Linked DNA regions of Mus musculus: regions 1, 2 and 3 are each linked to region 4. The links are chromatin contacts, called in public HiChIP or PLAC-seq maps. All regions are on one chromosome and are shown on one strand. Each heading gives the region's core, a stretch centred on a gene start, on an enhancer-like site or on the middle of the called end of the contact. The rest is flanking DNA. Distances are from core to core; before and after follow the strand shown.

The links. HiChIP or PLAC-seq counts read pairs in DNA pulled down with a chosen protein or histone mark.
Region 1: a FOXA1 HiChIP or PLAC-seq map of pancreatic cancer cells shows a contact between it and region 4. The contact joins two enhancer-like sites. A contact is called at or near these places in 1 of 15 datasets of contacts at CTCF or cohesin (the NIH/3T3 cell line) and 1 of 115 datasets of contacts at active chromatin or transcription factors (pancreatic cancer cells).
Region 2: a CTCF HiChIP or PLAC-seq map of the NIH/3T3 cell line shows a contact between it and region 4, with 5 read pairs. The contact joins two enhancer-like sites. A contact is called at or near these places in 2 of 15 datasets of contacts at CTCF or cohesin (the NIH/3T3 cell line and pro-B cells).
Region 3: a FOXA1 HiChIP or PLAC-seq map of pancreatic cancer cells shows a contact between it and region 4. The contact joins two enhancer-like sites. A contact is called at or near these places in 1 of 484 Hi-C or Micro-C datasets (the N1E-115 cell line) and 1 of 115 datasets of contacts at active chromatin or transcription factors (pancreatic cancer cells).

What each region holds. Positions count from the first base shown.
Region 1 is chr1:183,678,469-183,682,830 of GRCm38.p6, reverse strand. No RefSeq gene overlaps it. Among named protein-coding and RNA genes, the nearest start is that of Gm39724, 49 kb to the right of the region's middle. Within about 2 kb of position 2,715, at least 51 of the 459 cell types and tissues checked have an H3K27ac peak or open chromatin away from gene starts, as enhancers often do. A contact at or near this core is called in the NIH/3T3 cell line and pancreatic cancer cells, where this site is marked.
Region 2 is chr1:183,862,585-183,867,113 of GRCm38.p6, reverse strand. No RefSeq gene overlaps it. Among named protein-coding and RNA genes, the nearest start is that of Gm34130, 72 kb to the left of the region's middle. Within about 2 kb of position 1,878, at least 34 of the 459 cell types and tissues checked have an H3K27ac peak or open chromatin away from gene starts, as enhancers often do. A contact at or near this core is called in the NIH/3T3 cell line, where this site is marked.
Region 3 is chr1:183,759,892-183,764,252 of GRCm38.p6, reverse strand. All of the region lies in intron 1 of Gm34068 (predicted gene, 34068), which reads right to left. Among named protein-coding and RNA genes, the nearest start is that of Gm34068, 13 kb to the right of the region's middle. Within about 2 kb of position 2,457, at least 5 of the 459 cell types and tissues checked have an H3K27ac peak or open chromatin away from gene starts, as enhancers often do. A contact at or near this core is called in pancreatic cancer cells, where this site is marked.
Region 4 is chr1:184,137,709-184,141,887 of GRCm38.p6, reverse strand. No RefSeq gene overlaps it. Among named protein-coding and RNA genes, the nearest start is that of Dusp10, 110 kb to the right of the region's middle. Within about 2 kb of position 1,552, at least 48 of the 459 cell types and tissues checked have an H3K27ac peak or open chromatin away from gene starts, as enhancers often do. A contact at or near this core is called in the NIH/3T3 cell line and pancreatic cancer cells, where this site is marked.

The DNA of each region.
Region 1 (4,362 bases), core at 1,466-3,965, 460 kb after region 4:
TTAAAAATTCTCAAGGTAAATTCCCCACCCTTGAAATTCTGAATTATTTGCTTTTTATTGTTTTAATTTGATTATTTTTTCTGAATTATTGCTTGTTTTTGTTTTAATTTGATTGTTTTGATTGGTGACAGAAAATAGTTTCTATAACCCTTTAATTTTATAGAAAGAAATAAATATTTTATTATAATTTTTGTATATTCCCCAGGGGAGCGAAGTGGTACAGTTGACAGATAAAGCAACACCATGGACATATGAAAACACGTGATTGAAAAGTGGATCCAGGGAAATCGTAGGGCAGCTGTCTTAGTTAGGGTTCCATTACTGTGACCATGACCACAGCAACTCATAAAAGAAAACATTTAATTGGGGATGGTTTATAGATTCTGACCTTTACTTCATTACATTCATGGCAGGAAACATGGCACCATCTAGGCAGAAACAGTGCTGGAGAAGGAGCTGAGAGTTCTACATCTTGATCTGCAGGCAGCAGAAGGAGACTATGTGACACACTGGGCATAGCTTGAGCATAGGAGATGTCAAAGCCTGCCTCCACAGTGACACACTTCCTCCAACAAGGCCACACCTTCTAATAGTGCCACTCCTTGAAGGAGGGAACTCACATGAGCTGCCGTGATGATGGAAGAAACTGAGATGAAGACAATTCAGAGTCTGTCTGGCGTGAATAGAATAATCTCTATGTTCACCTATGAGCAGTTCCAGAAGCTAAGAAAGTACTTCCAGATAGACTGGTTCCCTAAGGAGGCAATTCTGCAGGCCTTGGCTGAGGAACTCAAACTGCCCAAAGAAGTCATCAGCTACTGGTTCTTCAAGCAGCGTCAAAGAGAGATGAGGCACAGGCAGTTTTTGAAGGGCTACAAGGGTTGGATAACACGCTGTCGTCACTACTGTACAACAAGAAGGACCACCAGGCAGAAGAACTCCGAGGAGTGCTCTCAGAATGACCCTGGACTCCCCGAAGCGTTGGAAGCCTTGAAGAGTCTCAAGCTCTCTTCTGGGTACCAAAGCAGAGATGCAATGTCACAGGATTTCTGACTTTTCAACTTCCTTGTTGGGGCAGGGGTCTGTTGGGATTTATGTCTATGGAAGAAGGTACATTAATAATAATGCTTGCATTCATAGAATCGATTAAAAAAATGAACCAAGCATTCAAGCACGTGAGTCTGTGGGGGCCATACCTATTCAAACCACCACACCAGCATAAAGTATAAACAAATGAAAGACTATAGAATATACACAGAAGCAAAAAAATTAAAATTAAAATTTTAAAAAAATTTTTTAAAAAGGACACTTAATACATTCTCCAGAAGTGGACAATAGACACCAGCAGGAAGACAGCTTTTTCTCTATAGCCAATGACTGACAGCATTTCAGTGCTAAAGATTATCCATCATTATCAAAGCTGCTGTGACAGAGCGGACCTTCGCCTGGGAGTCCAAAATGGAGTCCCTATTACTCTGTGATGAGCCTTGATTTTCATTTTATCTTTCTATTATACATCTATCCTCTTTCACTTAGAACAAAGAGATCTTCCACCTTCCATTTGCCTCACTAGCACCTAGGCCTGGCTTTGCATGTGTCTACTACAGCTGGGAGAAAGTGGTTTTCAAACCAGGACCGATGGCATTGTGTCCGGAGTCCACGGGAAACCCAGACAAGTCCAAGAATTGCAAAGTCCACTGCAACTCCCAAAAGAGTCTTTTATTGTTCCACATTGGAACTCGGATTGCCTGCCTCGAACTCACTGAGTGAATGCTGGCAAGCAACCCTGAGTTCAGAAAACACTGGGTTTATATACGGTATAGTTATGAATGTTCACAGAAAAGGGGAGTAAAGGGCTGTAATCATTTGGTGGAAAGGTACAGAAGTGGGAGGGGGTTAATGGGTGTCTGTTCAGGGACTAACTTCATAGCCAGTCATAACTGTCTCTGACCTGACCTCTGATTTCCCTTGAGCTTGTGATTTTTCTAAGGTCTCAAGGACAAGCACCCTGAAGAGTTCGGCTGTTTATCAAGAGTGTTGGAGACAAAAAGGCGGGGAGGATGTCTCAAGCTGTCCCCTCAAAATGTCTTCATTTAGGGGGAGTTTGATGGGTAGTGCCATTCTAACAATAGGGGAGGGGCCAAGGAGGAGTAGGCTTGCTGCAGGGGTGGGATGGTGGTGGTGGTGGCAGGGAACACAGAGGCAAACTGTACACACACTCAAGTCTCTCTAGTATCATTAATTTGGGGGTTACAACAATGGCAAGTTGGTGGCATGAAGGGAATCTGCACTTTGGGATGGGACCACTTTTTGTGCAGATGTTTCTATAACCCCAGACTCTCTACAGGACACTGCATGAGGGTAAGGTGGGAAAGCAGATCTCTTCTAAAGGAAACAGTTTTGTCTGTCAATCCCAGTTAAGATCGTTTCTGAGGCCTGCACTGCAGTTCTGTTTACTCTTCCCATGTATAAAATAGCTTTAATTTGAAATTACAAGTAAGAACACAAACCACAGGAATGTAGCACAGGCATTGTCACGCTTAGGAGGTAAGTAGAAAGACAGCCAGGAAGAATCCCGAGTCACCAAGCTCCAGTGAAATCAAAACGAAGTTGGGTGCGAGAGAGCGCTAGAAAAAACGTTAAGATTTCCTGCAAGTGGCTCCTCCTCACACCACACCACCAAATACTTAAGCTGTGATGCAAGCTGATAACATTTGGCACTCGCAGGGGTTTCTCAGTTTTGCAGTTTCCATGCAAACTCTGATTAATCCTGACAGTGCTCCTCAGAGAGCTGCTGGCCTGGAGCCAGACGAAGTGTGCGCGCCCTCACGTTGATTGCATAAGTTCACACAACAACCAATCCTTCTCTCCACAATTTCCCATCATCCATGGCTTAAATTCTCATGACAGATTTTAGGCAAACTCGCCTCTTCAAACTGTCCCTCTGTTCAAACTGTCTCCAGCCCCAACCCCAGGATCATGTCTCCCCTCGGAGTTCACTGGCTTCGGTTTTATATTCAAACATATTCCAGGATTCCCATCTGAGCCCGAAGAAAGTTTAATGGTCCCTGACTCCAACATTCTCCTGTGTGGGCATAAACCTCCATTTGTGTTCATAGAGTGATAGTACAACTACCCATCCTTCATCGCCTTTCCCTCCCTCAAAATAAGAAAATTGAGGCAAAACCAAACACTCAAAAAAAAAAAAAAAAAAAACTATTTGTTCACTAAAAGAAAAAATAGGAAACTCAGGAGACCTAAAACACAGCTCTGTCTCACTGTCACTGTGACTGGGATGAAGCACCCTGACAAATAGGGAAGATTTGTGTCTTACAACTTCAGGTTACTGTTTATCATTGAAGTTAGGGAGGCAGGAGCTTGAGATAGCCAGTCATGTCATATATACGGCAAAGACCAGGGAAAACTAGACACAGTCACACTGCCAGCTTGCTCTATTCAGCTAGCTTTCTTTACTTGTACAGTCCAGCCTATAAATGATGCCACCTCCACTTAGGGTGTTCCTTCCCAAACTTTGCTAACCAAAGCAATCAAGATAACCCCCCAGAGACATGCCCACGGGCCAATCTGATCAAGGCAATTTCTCCTTCAGGCTCCCTTCCCACGTGCTTCTAGGTTGTGACATGTTGATGTTTTTTTTGGTTTTTTTTTTTTTTTTTGGTTTTTTTTTTTATTACGTATTTTCCTCAATTACATTTCCAATGCTATCCCAAAAGTCCCCCATACCCTCCCCCCCCCCCACTTCCCTACCCACTCATTCCCATATTTTGGCCCTGGCATTCCCCTGTACTGGGGCATATAAAGTTTGTGTGTCCAATGGGCCTCTCTTTCCAGTGATGGCCGACTAGGCCATCTTTTGATACATATGCAGCTAGAGTCAAGAGCTCTGGGGTACTGGTTAGTTCATAATGTTGTTGCACCTACAGGGTTGCAGATCTCTTTAGCTCCTTAGATACTTTCTCTAGCTCCTCCATTGGGGGCCCTGTGATCCATCCAATAGCTGACTGTGAGCATCCACTTGTCCCACCATTCCTCAAGGAAAGTTTAAAACTCAAGTGAGGTGTCCTTATTTGTAAAACACTAGACCATCTATGTTTAAATATATAAGTCAGATCTTCTATCACCACTTACTAACAAAGAGAAAGATAAATGCGTAGTTGTATTAAATCACTGGTGAGGGAGGGAAGGTGCCTAGTGAGTAAGAGCTATCGGTGTACAAGCATGAGAACATGAGTTCAAATCCCCAGCACTCAGGTAAAGAGTTGGTCACAGCCATACATACCTACAACCCCAGCAGTATCAGGGGCAGAAATAAGAAAATCAGTGAATCTCGCAGACTCCCAG
Region 2 (4,529 bases), core at 629-3,128, 280 kb after region 4:
AAACTGACAAGCAAGAACAGCCGTAACCTGTTATTTCTGAAAATACCACCAATTTCCCTTCTTCATCCTCCAGTGGGTCTCTGAATGACTGTGGTCTTTGCTGTTGCTTTGAATCATGGGTTGCTTAAATTAAACCATTAGAAAGAAGTTTAAGGCTAAGATGAAGCTCGGTGGTAGAAGACATTGCCCTTTATAATTCAAAGGTCAGAAAAACTGGGCAGGAAAAGGATAAGCAACTCATTTACATTTATATTTGTAGTGTAGAAAGGGCAATACTCTACAGGGTTCATGGCACATAGGAAATCTTCATAAGACAGGACTTTGACCTGTACTGTAAAGTCCCCTTCATGGGAGAATGTGAGGTTTACAGGTAGGGGGACCTAAAGGGCACTGTGAGGTTTGATTGTCCTAGTGATCAGAATTTCAGCATGCATGTAGTCAGCATTACATGAGGTACGAGGTGGGTGGCACACAGCCATGGGTACTGTATAGGCCCTGTGCTTTACACAGCAAGGATCCATGGATGTGGTGACAATTCAGCTGATTCCATGCATTGAAAGCTGATGCTTTGACAACACTGTGAAGGGTGGGTTGGAAAACAGTGGGATTGTGTTGACTAGCTCCCTCATTTCCAGACATAATGAACAGACGATGGGCAGAGGGGCAGGGTAGAAGTGGTCCTAGAAAAGAGATGAAGGTCTGAGCTGTGCTCTCTTCTTCCTGTGGCCTCTCAGTAGCTGAAGCACACCCAGGAACAGGCATTTAGAACCCTAGAGGAGATAAGGAACTGACAAGTTGTGTCTACAAACCTTGGGGACACACTACAGATATCGATGTAAACAATATTAAGCCTCTGATGGTTTTCAAATTCCTACAAGGATATTTTAGAAATCAACCTGGCCATCAAAACTCAGTGTTCACTGACGTGTTTGGGGAAGGACTTACGTAATTTTGATGTGAAGACTTCTAAACCCTCCAAGACAGATATTCTATAAACAGAAGAGTTCCACCACAAGCAGGCCTCTAATATAAGAGAGAGAGAGAGAGAGAGAGAGAGAGAGAGAGAGAGAGAGAGAGAGAATCTCAAACACTAACCATGCTTTCCTAAAAGGGAGGGAATAAGGAACTAGATACTGTTCTTCTTGGACCATGTGGTCTGACTTCTGACTTACAATATTCAAGACCATCTTAGTTACAGCAGTCTTCAGAGAAGATGAGGTCTTAGCCCAGGAGGCCCTCAGCAGAGTCCCGGGAGAGTTGGAAGGATGACCAGAAGGTAGTGGCAGAGCATGACTTCACTAAAGCCATAGATAAGCACAGGGCAGTCGCACAGCCTCGGGCAATCTAGAGGCCAAGAGGATATGAGAAAGTGAGACTGGAATGCCCAGTCATTCTGAGCCACACCAATGCTAACAGTAGGCAAAACAGAAGAGCATGTTCTCTCTTTAAATTAAAAAGCAGGCATGGTCTTCATCTCCATCCCCACCAAAGATCACACTTCTCTCTTTTAGCTCCCACCCAGTAGCTGCTTTCCCTCTCATGAGTTAGAATGGCAACTCAGATAGTGTGCAGACTTCTAAGAGCTAGAAGAAATAAAGAGTTAAATGCCCTGGCCCCTTCTCCACCCCTAATGAGCTGAGTACTCTTTGCTTCCTTTCTTCGTTATAAAGACAAGCTATAAAATGTTGAGTTCAGAAGCCTGGGTTTCTCTCCAAGATCCCGTCCAGTTCAACAATCTCACATTTGTGTCTCTCTCCTTGCTCCATTTATTTTACTCTTTTCTTTGTTTTTTCTTGCTCATACAATCTAGCCTGTGTGAGTAATGTTCATATGCTTATGAATACAGTTGGTTCTTTGTGATCTGTAATAATAAGAGACGGATCATGTGGATAAGCCCAAATTGCAAACGCTGCTCCTGATTACAACTGAGGAACATTCCAGTCTGACTAGCAATCTAATATGTGGTTTGGGCTGCATTCATGTAGGACCCATTAGCTAGTTAGTAGGGTTGGTGTAGAGAGGTTACCTGTTCTGCCCTGAGGAGTGATCGATATTGAAGGTGAGATTCCCACATTGGCCAAATGTCTTCTGCCAATTAATGCTGGGTTTTGCCATTAGATCTGGCTAGTTTATGTGACTAATGTTTCAGTTGATGAGATGTAGCACACACTTAGGGATGGGGTGGAGGTGGAGGTAACAGACAGGAAACCACTTATTGGGAATTTTACCAGCCTAAGAGTCACAACACCAAGTAGGACCACATATTTTTGTTCCAGAATGGTTCATCTAGCAGGGCCTCTTTAAGATCTAATGTCACTTTGATGTATCCTGTGCATGTCACTGCACTAAGTAAGCTCCCTTAGATCTTTACTACATGGTATACAACCCCATAGGAAGAAGAGCTCCCATGTCCGTGCACTCCCGATTCAGAAGCCCAGAACTTCTACAACAACAATGGACAACTCCACAAATTAAATGAAAAATAAATCTTAATTAAAACACAGAGCTATCATGTTTCTTTTTCTACATAAAGTTCCAAACATCATAAAATATGACCTTCCTCAATGCCAAGAATGTTTTCTCTAAGGTATAAATTATTGCCCTTTACCTAGAAAGCTAATCTTATAATTGACTCAAGAGCTTTAAAGATCACTTCATGATATGTGAAAAATAAACAGATCATGCCTATGACAATCATGCTAGGATTATATACCCTGCTCTACTACCTAACCCCATCTCTAGTGATTTAGATTTTAACAGGCCTCTCAAGCTTAAGTGTAACATAACAGCAGTTGTAGGAATGTAGATGTCTCATATGCTCTTAAGCATAAATTTGAAGGGACTAAAAACACCATACAAAACCTAATAAAATGTATCAAATTCTTATACAAGATCATAGATGTTGCTTTAGTTTATGATATATTTTGATTTCTCTTTTGTGATCAAAATTGCATGCTCACTTAGCCCTTGGGAACTACAGTAAAGGCATCAAAGAAAGTATAAAGCAGCTATAATATTATACTCAGGGAGAGTTACCAGTAATTCCTTTTTGGTTTGCTTATTTTTATTCTCTTTTCTAAGTCCCCAAATAGCTTGATATAGCTTGATTATAAATAGATGAGTAACTATATCATGATGGTGAAAATAGAGAGATGAAAGATGATAGACAGATGAAAGATGATAGGTAGTCTCCCAGTTATCTTTAACTGCCAACGTGGCACAGCTTAAGTCTCAATTGAGGGATTGTCAAGATTACATTGGCCCATGGACATGTCTGTAGGAGGCTATCTAGGTTGGTGATTGATGCAGGAGGACACAACTCCCTGGGCAGGCAGTCTAATGTTGGATATGAAAGCTAGCTAAGCACGAGCCTGCTGTGGGAGACATGAAGTAGCATTTTTTTCCATGGTTTCTGCCCACTTTCTTGGCTATGAGTAAGGTCCATGGTTAGAAGTACTGCTGTGTTGACCTTTAAGATGGTCTGTCTTCAGGTTCTTGCTTGAGTTCTTGCCCTGACTTCCTGCCATGGTTGACTATAACAAGTAAGTTTAAATAAACCCTATTATCTCCTACATTGCTTTTGGTCAGAGTGTTTTATTACAGTAACAGACAGGAAAGTCTTTTGGGGAGATAGATAGATGATTAATTTTGTTGATGATTTTAATACTAAAATATTTAAAATTTCCTGGTTTAACTCTCTTTACTTTTATATCATTATTGCTTTTATTATAACTCAGTATCTACTTTGAAGATCAAAGAATATTTAAATTTTCTTGTTTTTAACATTTAACTGCATAATTCACCTTTTTCCTATTTTGAATGTATTATTATAAGAAGTCTTAGGGAAAGACTGTTTGCTAGACTACTAGATAGTTAATCCCTTACACATAGTAAATGCTTTGGTAATTTGCCTATACTTCCCTTGAAAAATTTTATACTTTATTTGTATAAGCTCTTATAAACTATATATGAAAACACACACATACATGAATAAAGAATGAAGGATCTATTCTTCTACCTTAGAGAAGCTAGCACTAAATTGATGTTTTTCCTGGGATTACCTCAGAAGAAATGAAATCTGCCTAAGAAGGGGCCTGTCTCCCCCACAGGCATTGTCACTCAGTCACTGCTTCAAGTGGAGACAACATGGAGACTTAGCTAGGGTGGAGTCACCTAAGCTCATACTTGCTTCTATTAATTCTTGTAGGGTCCGAACCAGTTCACCTTCCCCTCAGCCTGAGCTCACTTCTACCCTCCTCTCTGCTCACCCACAGAGCAGCACCTAATAAATGTCTTGACATCCAGGCTCCATCCCAGAGCTGACCTACATATATGGACAATCTGCTGATCTAAAATTAGTCTCAAACAGTGAACTCTTTATTTCCATGAGTTGATACCAATATTCATTTCTGAGCAAAACATGACCTAAATCAGTGGGAAGCTGCTCACAGCTGTTACATCCTCTGCTTTTTGCTGCATGAATTTTCTCACACATGATGATAGCATGCTGGAGGAGGGCAGACCACTAG
Region 3 (4,361 bases), core at 1,208-3,707, 380 kb after region 4:
ACGGCCCCAGCTTTCTTTTTCTGATCCTGGGAAAATGTCTGTCACAGACAGAGTGAAAGTAAAATCTTCTAATAGCAAAGCCAAAAACCCAAATGCAAGGCAAAAGCGATCCCAGCATTCCCTCAGGAAAGGCCAGGAGATTCTGCACAATCTTCCCCACAGGTCCTTGCCATGTGGGAACCCAACTCCTCAGGCCTTGCCATAAGGACAGCTGTCTGCATTACACTCCCACACCACTCCTAGAAGAGGCTTAGCTACTACCAATAGATGATTAACTGATTGATGATAGAAATATGGGTAGATAGATGGATGGATGGATGGATGGATGGATGGATGGATGGATGGGTAGATAGATAGATAGATAGATAGATAGATAGATAAGATTATAGATACATATATGGATGGTTGATAGAACATAGCTAGATAGATGATATGAAAAGAGTTGTGTAATTTGAGATAAGCCTTGAAGAATGAGTTCATTTGTTATCTCAAAGGTAAAGGAAGAGACAACATCTTTAGGCGTCACCACTTGCCTGGTTTTTCTGCCTAGCAGTTTTCTTCTTGATGTTAAGACCTATTACCTCGGGAACAAAAAACCACATAGATGTCCATGAAAATAGATAGGGCAAGTAACTGATCACATGCTTGCTGTGCATTAAAGAAGATGGCACTTGATGCAGAGAGAAACCTGTGATCTGGGCTAGTTTAGCATGTAGCTGAGTTCTCAGGGTTTTTAGAAGTAAACGGTCAAAGTGTTTGGGGTGGGTCTGTCAGGAGGTCTCCCAGGAAAGAGAGGGTCAGTGGGGTGATCTTTCTGGCTGTTATGCATACATTATATCAGAACAAGGAGATACTAAAAGCACAACGCACTGGGTGTGCCTGTGCGTCTTTGCAGCAAGTGGGCTTTGTTTGGAGACAGAGCAAACAAAGGGTCACCCTTACTTAATCTGGGGAGGTTCAGGGTCATGGCTCAGCCACTCCAAGCCTTGGTTTCTAGTATCACAGGGATCTCTGTGGATTAGAATAAGGTAGAAGCAACCCTCAGCCAAGTGTGAACAGCACCCTGCTTTGGGGTACTAGATATCAAGATTATTCTCATTACCAAGAAAGATAGCGGTGCATTCATCTCTTGGTGAGGTAATACAGCCCAGAAGTGGTGTTGAAGGCAGGCAAACATGAACAAGTAGATGCCACACACGGAAGGAAAAGCTGAAGCCACTCACTGCTTAGGCTTTTGGGAGCTCAGGCCTCGGAACTAAAGGATTTCTTTCCTTTGGAAACAATCTCCTGTATGTCAAGCTGGGCAATGTCTCTCAAGCTCACTGTGTAGCTGAAGAATAACCCTGATCTTCTGGTCTTTCTGCCTCTGTCCCCCAAGTGCTAGGATTACAAGTGTGGGCCCACACCCAGTTTATGCACTGCTTAGGGACTGGACCTGTGGCTTTGTGTATGGTAGGCAAGTCCTCTTCCAACAGAAATGCATCGCCAAGTATGTCCCATACACCCAACCTCCAAGAGAACTTTATATTTCTATTTCTCTATCCCACAACTGGTACATGGAAAAGTATATGAATTATATAGGCTAAAAGTTATTGTCCTTTATCAACTGTTTCTTCCACGAGCAAGAATGATAAATGGAATGTTGGGTCACTGGTATTGGCATAGATAAAATAAGCTCTAAAAATTGATAGCATGCATACCAGCCTTTCTTCTCATTGCCAAGTACCAATATATCAGCTGTCACCAAGCTGTAACAGTCCACAACTGCCAGTGGCCAGATATTGATTTCTCTTATAGTCAGCAGCAACTGAAGCTGTACACCTGTGCGCGTGTGCGTGTGTGCGCGTGCACACACACACACAGGGTTGGGGGTAGGGGAGAGAACCTCTAAACCCTACAAATGAATTAAATATGTTTTTCTTAGAAAAAGACGTTTTTATTTCTAAGACAAGATTTATTTCAAACCTTTCATTAGAACTCATGTGTGGCCTGGCAGTGGTGGTGCATGCCTTTAATCCCAGCACTTGGGAGGCAGAGGCAGGCGGATTTCTGAGTTCAAGGCCAGCCTGGTCTACAGAGTGAGTTCCAGGACAGCCAGGGCTACACAGAGAAACCCTGTCTCAAAAAAAAAAAGGAATTTGTGTTGTGTACATGTGTGCATGCCTGTGTGTGCCTGTGCATATGTGTGTCTGTGAGTGTTTGTGTGTGTGTGTGTTCATAATTTCACATATGGAGGACAGAAGTCAGCTTACATGGTTTCTTCTAATTTTTTCCATCTTATTTTCTTGAGACATGGCCTCTCATTGAACCTGAGCCACAGGATCTGCCTGTCCCCTCCCCAGTTCATTTGCAGACATGTGCCACCATGCCAAGCTTCAGCTTCTCCATGGATGCTGGGAATATGAATTCACACCCCCATGTTTGTACAGCAAATACATCACCCACTGAGTCACCACCTCAAACTTAGAACTGATTCTTGAGTGAGACTGCCAACGTTCTCATGGGGAGCTAACTACCCCGCAGTAACCCTACACTCAAGCACACAAAGGGGATTGAACTTGGCCCATGGTTTCTCTTGATTCCTAACAAGATGCTTTGTCATGGGTGTGTTCTCAACACTCCCGAGAAAGCAGGTAAGCCACCCATGGGACAAGAAGACCAACCTTCTCTTCAGATCCAATTGCATGTTCCTTTCAGAGCCGAACATTGTTATGAGTTTCACTGTTCGGCTTTCCTCCATTAGAGTGGGTAATGGAACATGAACCCTGCATGGCAAGTTCTATGATCTATGAGCAGCCCATACCCATAGCAGATTTATGACATAGGAAAAATTATGTCTTTAATATCCTTGGCTATCTCTTCTGGCTGTTTTCCTTGCTAGGCCAGCTAACCACCCTTTTAAGCAGCCTCCTTTGTGTGTTCTTTGTCCAATATTAACCCATGGTTGAAGTCTGTCCTAGTTTATTCTGGTTTAACAGTGCTTATATATGTCTCATGTTTTATTCCTTAAAAGACACAGTCTCTTCATTCATATTACACCAGCGTTTCCCTGGTGGTCATACATGAGAAAGGAACACACACGTGTGTGTGTGTGTGTGTGTGTGTGTGTGTGTGTGTGTGAAAATATTCTCAAAGCCTCCAAAAAGTGAGAATTATTGATGTCATTATACACTTGACTTCATAGTGGTTAATTACATGTTTAGTCAGGTTCCTACTGACACATATGAGCCAACCCTGATCTCCATACTTAGTGATATCATACTGACAATTTGAAGTTATCTGCGGTGAAAGCATTTACACCATGGCTATTGGCAATTGCTATATATCAGGGCTAACCTCTTCAGTCGCCTAGAGAGTCAACTTACCACCACATCCCATGCATAAGGTGTCTTAATTTAAATAGAGATGACATTGTATCTGTCTAATATTTTATTGGGTGACTTCTTCCAACATGGCATAAAATACTTTGACCACAGATATGCATATCTCAACTTGGACAAGCTCAACCATATCCGTCCTGTTCATTTATACACACTTAGCATACACATTGTCCAAAATACCACATATGAAACAAGCTTACACATAGACACATCTTACATCTTCACTTGTGTGCACACATATACACATACCTCAGAGTATAATTCAACATGAGAAAGATATTTAGAAAAAACATTTTAGTATGTTCTGTGTTAGTACATGATAGGTTGTTGTCAAAGGCTTAAAATTCCCAGAGAAGTGAATATCAACAACTGACAAGACCGGAAGCCATTTAACTACTTCAGGAAAGGGTATCATTATAACACTCATGAATCCTATCATCTTCTCAGGATAGAGGCTAAGGTTTGAAATGAAAGTTGCCTCCCTGCCCCCAATCTTTTAAAGTGCTCAAGGTATTAATAAGTTTAGTGGCAAGATTTCCTCAAGGTCTTTCCTGTGTGCTCCCAGATCACTGGAGAACCAGAGCCTGTGAGGTCCATGACTCAAGCCACTTCCTCTCCTCCTTGCCACTCTCCTGCTGGACTCAACAAAACACACAGGAATGTCACACTGGCCTGTGGCGGTCTTTAGGCCACCCTCTGCTTTTTAATCCTTTCATGGCATTTGGCATGAGCGTCCTGGCCATGCTTGGTCAGTGCTGGTCAGCATCTCTTTTAGGAGCTCACCAGGCCTTCATGTCCTGTGCCTGTAGTACTGACTTCCTACTGCTTAACTCTGGAATGAATGGAGACTTTCTCATCTCTGGTGAGTGTAATTCAGGAGCTAGAGCACTAGATGATTGGCAGCTACCAAGTCTAGTGAATGTGAAAAATAAATTTCATAGTCAACATAAGCATGAGGTGTGAGTTTCAGGATGAAGCTTT
Region 4 (4,179 bases), core at 303-2,802:
AAAGAATCATCATTTTAGTGCTATGTCATAAGATGACTAGGTTTTTTAAAAACTGTTAACAAGTAGCGCCTGACTCAGAACTCAGCATCTCACATGTGTGAGCCAGAGTATGAAGCATTGTCCCGTTTGGTTATTTGATTACAGTGCTGTCAAGCAGTTAGGCCAGTCTCAAGTTGCCAGCCTTGTACAGAACATGTGTGGAAGAACAAGACATATGGCCTTGGTCTTTTCACTCTAAGGGCTACATGCTTCTTGTCACATGAACTGACTACAGATCATCAGCAATAGCAATGCACGGTCGGAAGTCTGTAAGGCATCTCTTAGGTTGTAGAGACGTTCACCTGCTGTTTCCATCTATGCTTCTTCTCCTTAACATTCGTTTCAGCAGGAGGCTGCTGAGACTCATGACTGACGGTCAGGATTGGACACAGGCCCACAGACTGAGTCTGCAGTTGGCTTCGATGTCATTACGGATCTGTGGTAGTTACTTTTCTGTTGCTGTGATAAACTTCTTGACAGAAGCAAGTTAAGAAAAAAAAATGGATCCATTTTTGGCTCGTAGTTCCAGTGGACATAGGAAGGCATGGTAGAGGAGTATGCGGCCAGCCTGCCTGTCAGGAGCAGAGTTCTCATATTTTATCTACACAAAGGAAGCAGAGAAAGGGGGGACAGGAAGTAGAATCTGGCTATAAGTCTCCACTACCGTCCCAAGTGATGTGTTTCCTCCAGCAAAACCCCACCTCCTAATGGTTCCTTAACTTCCCCCAAACAGAACCACCAACTGGAGATTGATTGTTCAAGTTCATGAGCCTGTGAAGGATATATCTCATTTAAACCAACACAAAAGAAATTTGTTCTATTTGGAGATCTCTAGAGATCTCTGAGAGAAACAGAAAGCTGAAAGCAGCAGCTTATGACCAGGAAAGGATAGGAATGAGCAATATTGTTGGGAACATCTGGGTTGGGCTTGTAACAGGAGAGGGGACCGGTTGAATGGGTCTGATGATAGAAGAATCGGGAAATCACAGAAGCATGTGATACGTCACATCAGACACATGACGTCACAGAGCCCACATACCACAGTCTGGCTGTAACTCGAGGGAGAAGTATACTCATCCAATTACTTTCCTTGGCACCTTAACCATCTATTTACAAGCTCTTAGGAGCTTAAATTACCCCAGGGCTGGGATGACAATATGAGTCTCCAGAATAAACAAATCCAACTTTATGGCAGGATGAGTCATCAACGGGAGGCCATTACAGCCATAGGCTAGTTCTCTTACAGGAGTGAACCCAGCCTGCATTATAACCCAGGAAGGGCACCTGTCCTTCCTCTACCTGGGGAAGAAAAAAAACAACAAGAGAGTTTCCATCCACAGGGTGACAGTTTTGACTAATCTTTTGGACAAGATTTTAGCTATTCTTAGATTTATAAATGAGTCAAATGTTGGTGTCTCGAATCTCAAGTGATTGGATTTCTTAACGCTATTGAGTAGGAACTGGCCTATGACTACTTTCATTGTTTTTCTGATCTCTCGGGTCAGCCCTACATTCCTGAGATTGAAAATAAACGTAATACAGTGCAAGCTGGGAGACTGGGAGCTGCATCACTTTTGTGGTTGCTGTGATAAAAATGCCAGGACCAAAAGCAACTCAGGGAATAAAATGTTTATTTTAACTTACAATTCTAGAGAGATGGAGTCCATCTTAGCAGCAGAGCTGCATGGAGGTGGGAGCAGGAAACTGGCTGATGACATTTTCTTCCACACACAGGAAGTGAGAAGAGAAGGAGGAGGGAGGAGAGAGACAGACAAACAGTCTAATGGGGGGAAGGGGAAGAGAGGCAGAGAGAGAGAGAGAGTAGGGAGGCTATAAAACCTCAATGTCTAGCCATGATGCATTCCTTCCAGTAAAGTTGAACCTCCTGAGAGTCCTACTACCTCCTCAAACAGTACCTCTAACTCAGTACCAAGTATTCAAATACGCAGGCTATCTCTCATTCAAACTACTACAGGAGCCACTGAAAACTTACTTCCACAAAATAAAACTTCCAAACAATAAATGGGCCGATAGACTGAACAGAGACTTCTTAAAAGAAGAAACCAAAATGAGCAGACAAAATTGAAATGTTCAGCATGCTTAGCCATTGTGTGGATGCAAATGAAGATCACTTTGAGTGCCCATCTCTTCCCACTGAGAGCATCAATCATCAAGAAAAGAAATGGCAACAAACACTGGTAGAAATGTGGGGAAAAGAGACACCTTATTCACTGGTGGTGGGAGGGCAAACATAGATGGGTAAGTGTACATTTATATGGAACCCACAGGCTTCAGAATAACTAAAGCAACCTGAATTCAAAGTGTGAGCAATCAGTCTTGGTACTGAGACCCATGAAATGGCCACAGGAATTGTGATAATATGGTAAGATGGCTCACTGGGTTAAGGAGCTTAAGGTCAAGGCTAATCTGGCGTTATTTCATCCCTGGATAATGTGTGGTGCAAGGAGTATCAGTCAGTCCCCTGGCATTGTCCTCTGAACCACACACAAGCATGGAATAGTATATATGAACATATATACACACACACTCACTCACACACACACATGGGGAAGATAGATAGACAGACAGACGGATCTAAAATACATAAATGTAAACAAGCAAAAAAATAGTCACTGCTCAGTTATATTAAACTCAGGAAAAAAACTCATGCATGATATTTGCTCATCAGTGGATTTTTGTGAGTTGCCTGCACTCAATAAAAACCAAAGATTAGCACTATGCTTTACTGTATCTTGTCATTTCTACAGTGAACCCTTTAATGCCTCCCTGTAGGCAGACAGTTTCTGGTGCCCGCTCCTGCACACTGGGAATGGCATCTGCCCAGGTATTTGACAACCTGAGCCTCTGTGTTCCACCTTGCTTTGTGAGCCCCGGTGAACAGGTTGTTTTTTATGGAGCTTTGATGAGCTGGGCAAACCTGAATCACTGGCTGATGTCACTTACTGCCCTCATGCCACCTGCTCCCGCTCCCTCTGACTCATGGGGTCACCTCTGTTGAGAACATGGCTCTCATTTTATGCTCCCTTTCCATTCAGTTAGTCAACAGTCCTAATGCCTATGCCCACACACCCTAGCTTTAAAGAACCCTAGCTTCAAAGATAGGAGTACAAGCAGGGACATTTTCCTTACTTGTTTACTATGGATTTAAGGGGACTTGTTTTGTTTTTGTTTTCATGAAAAAAAAAATTAGAATGAGCCTATCTGGCCCTAGGGGAACCTTATTGATACTTACATTGGATTTTGTTTCTGTATAAAGATAATGTGGAAAAGGGTTACTACATCACTCTCTTCTCCCTCCACACTGTTTGAAACAGTGTCTTTGTTGTTTATGGCTGTGAGTGACAGGCTAGCTGGTCCATGAAGTTCTGGGGGTTCTCCTGTCTCAGCTTCCCATCTTGTAGGCACACGTGGACTGAATCTGATATACTACTAGAGCTTATTTTATGTGGCTTTGGGGGATTTATGCTTACATAGACATTGTGTACTTTACCCCACCAAGCTGTCCCCTCACCCCTAACTATGGCAATATTTAAATATTTCATCTTTATTTATGTGTTTGTGTATGAGTGTGGGCAGATGCATGCGGGTGCCTATGGAAGCCAGAAGAGGGTGTCTGATCCCTTGTAGCTGGCGTTACAAGCAATTGTGAGCTAACTGATGTGGCTACTGGGAACCAAACTTGGTTCCTACCTTCTTACCTGGGGTGCCATCTCCCTAGCCTCAGGTTAGGACAATTTTTAATTACAATAATTCATACAATGAATTTTATTTCAGGATGACAAAATAAATATGACAAAATGGGAAAGGGGTTTGCTGTTGATCTTAGGCTGTTAAGCTCCGGGGTAACCCTTCAGTGGGTTGATTCGAGTCTGATTTCTGCCTGGGAAGACAGAAGCTTGAGTCCCCAGTTCTGGAGCCCAGAGAGTCAGCGAAACTTTCCAGTCCTTTCCTATTGGAGTTTCCTTCCCTCAGTGTTTTCCTTAATCTCCCCCATGCCAGCCAGGCACTTCAGCAGACCTAAAACAACAATACTTAATTAGGATTAACATTTGTAAATACATGGCAATATTTTCCTTGCTTCATGAGGATTTTCTTTGGATCAAAGCAGAATTCATATAA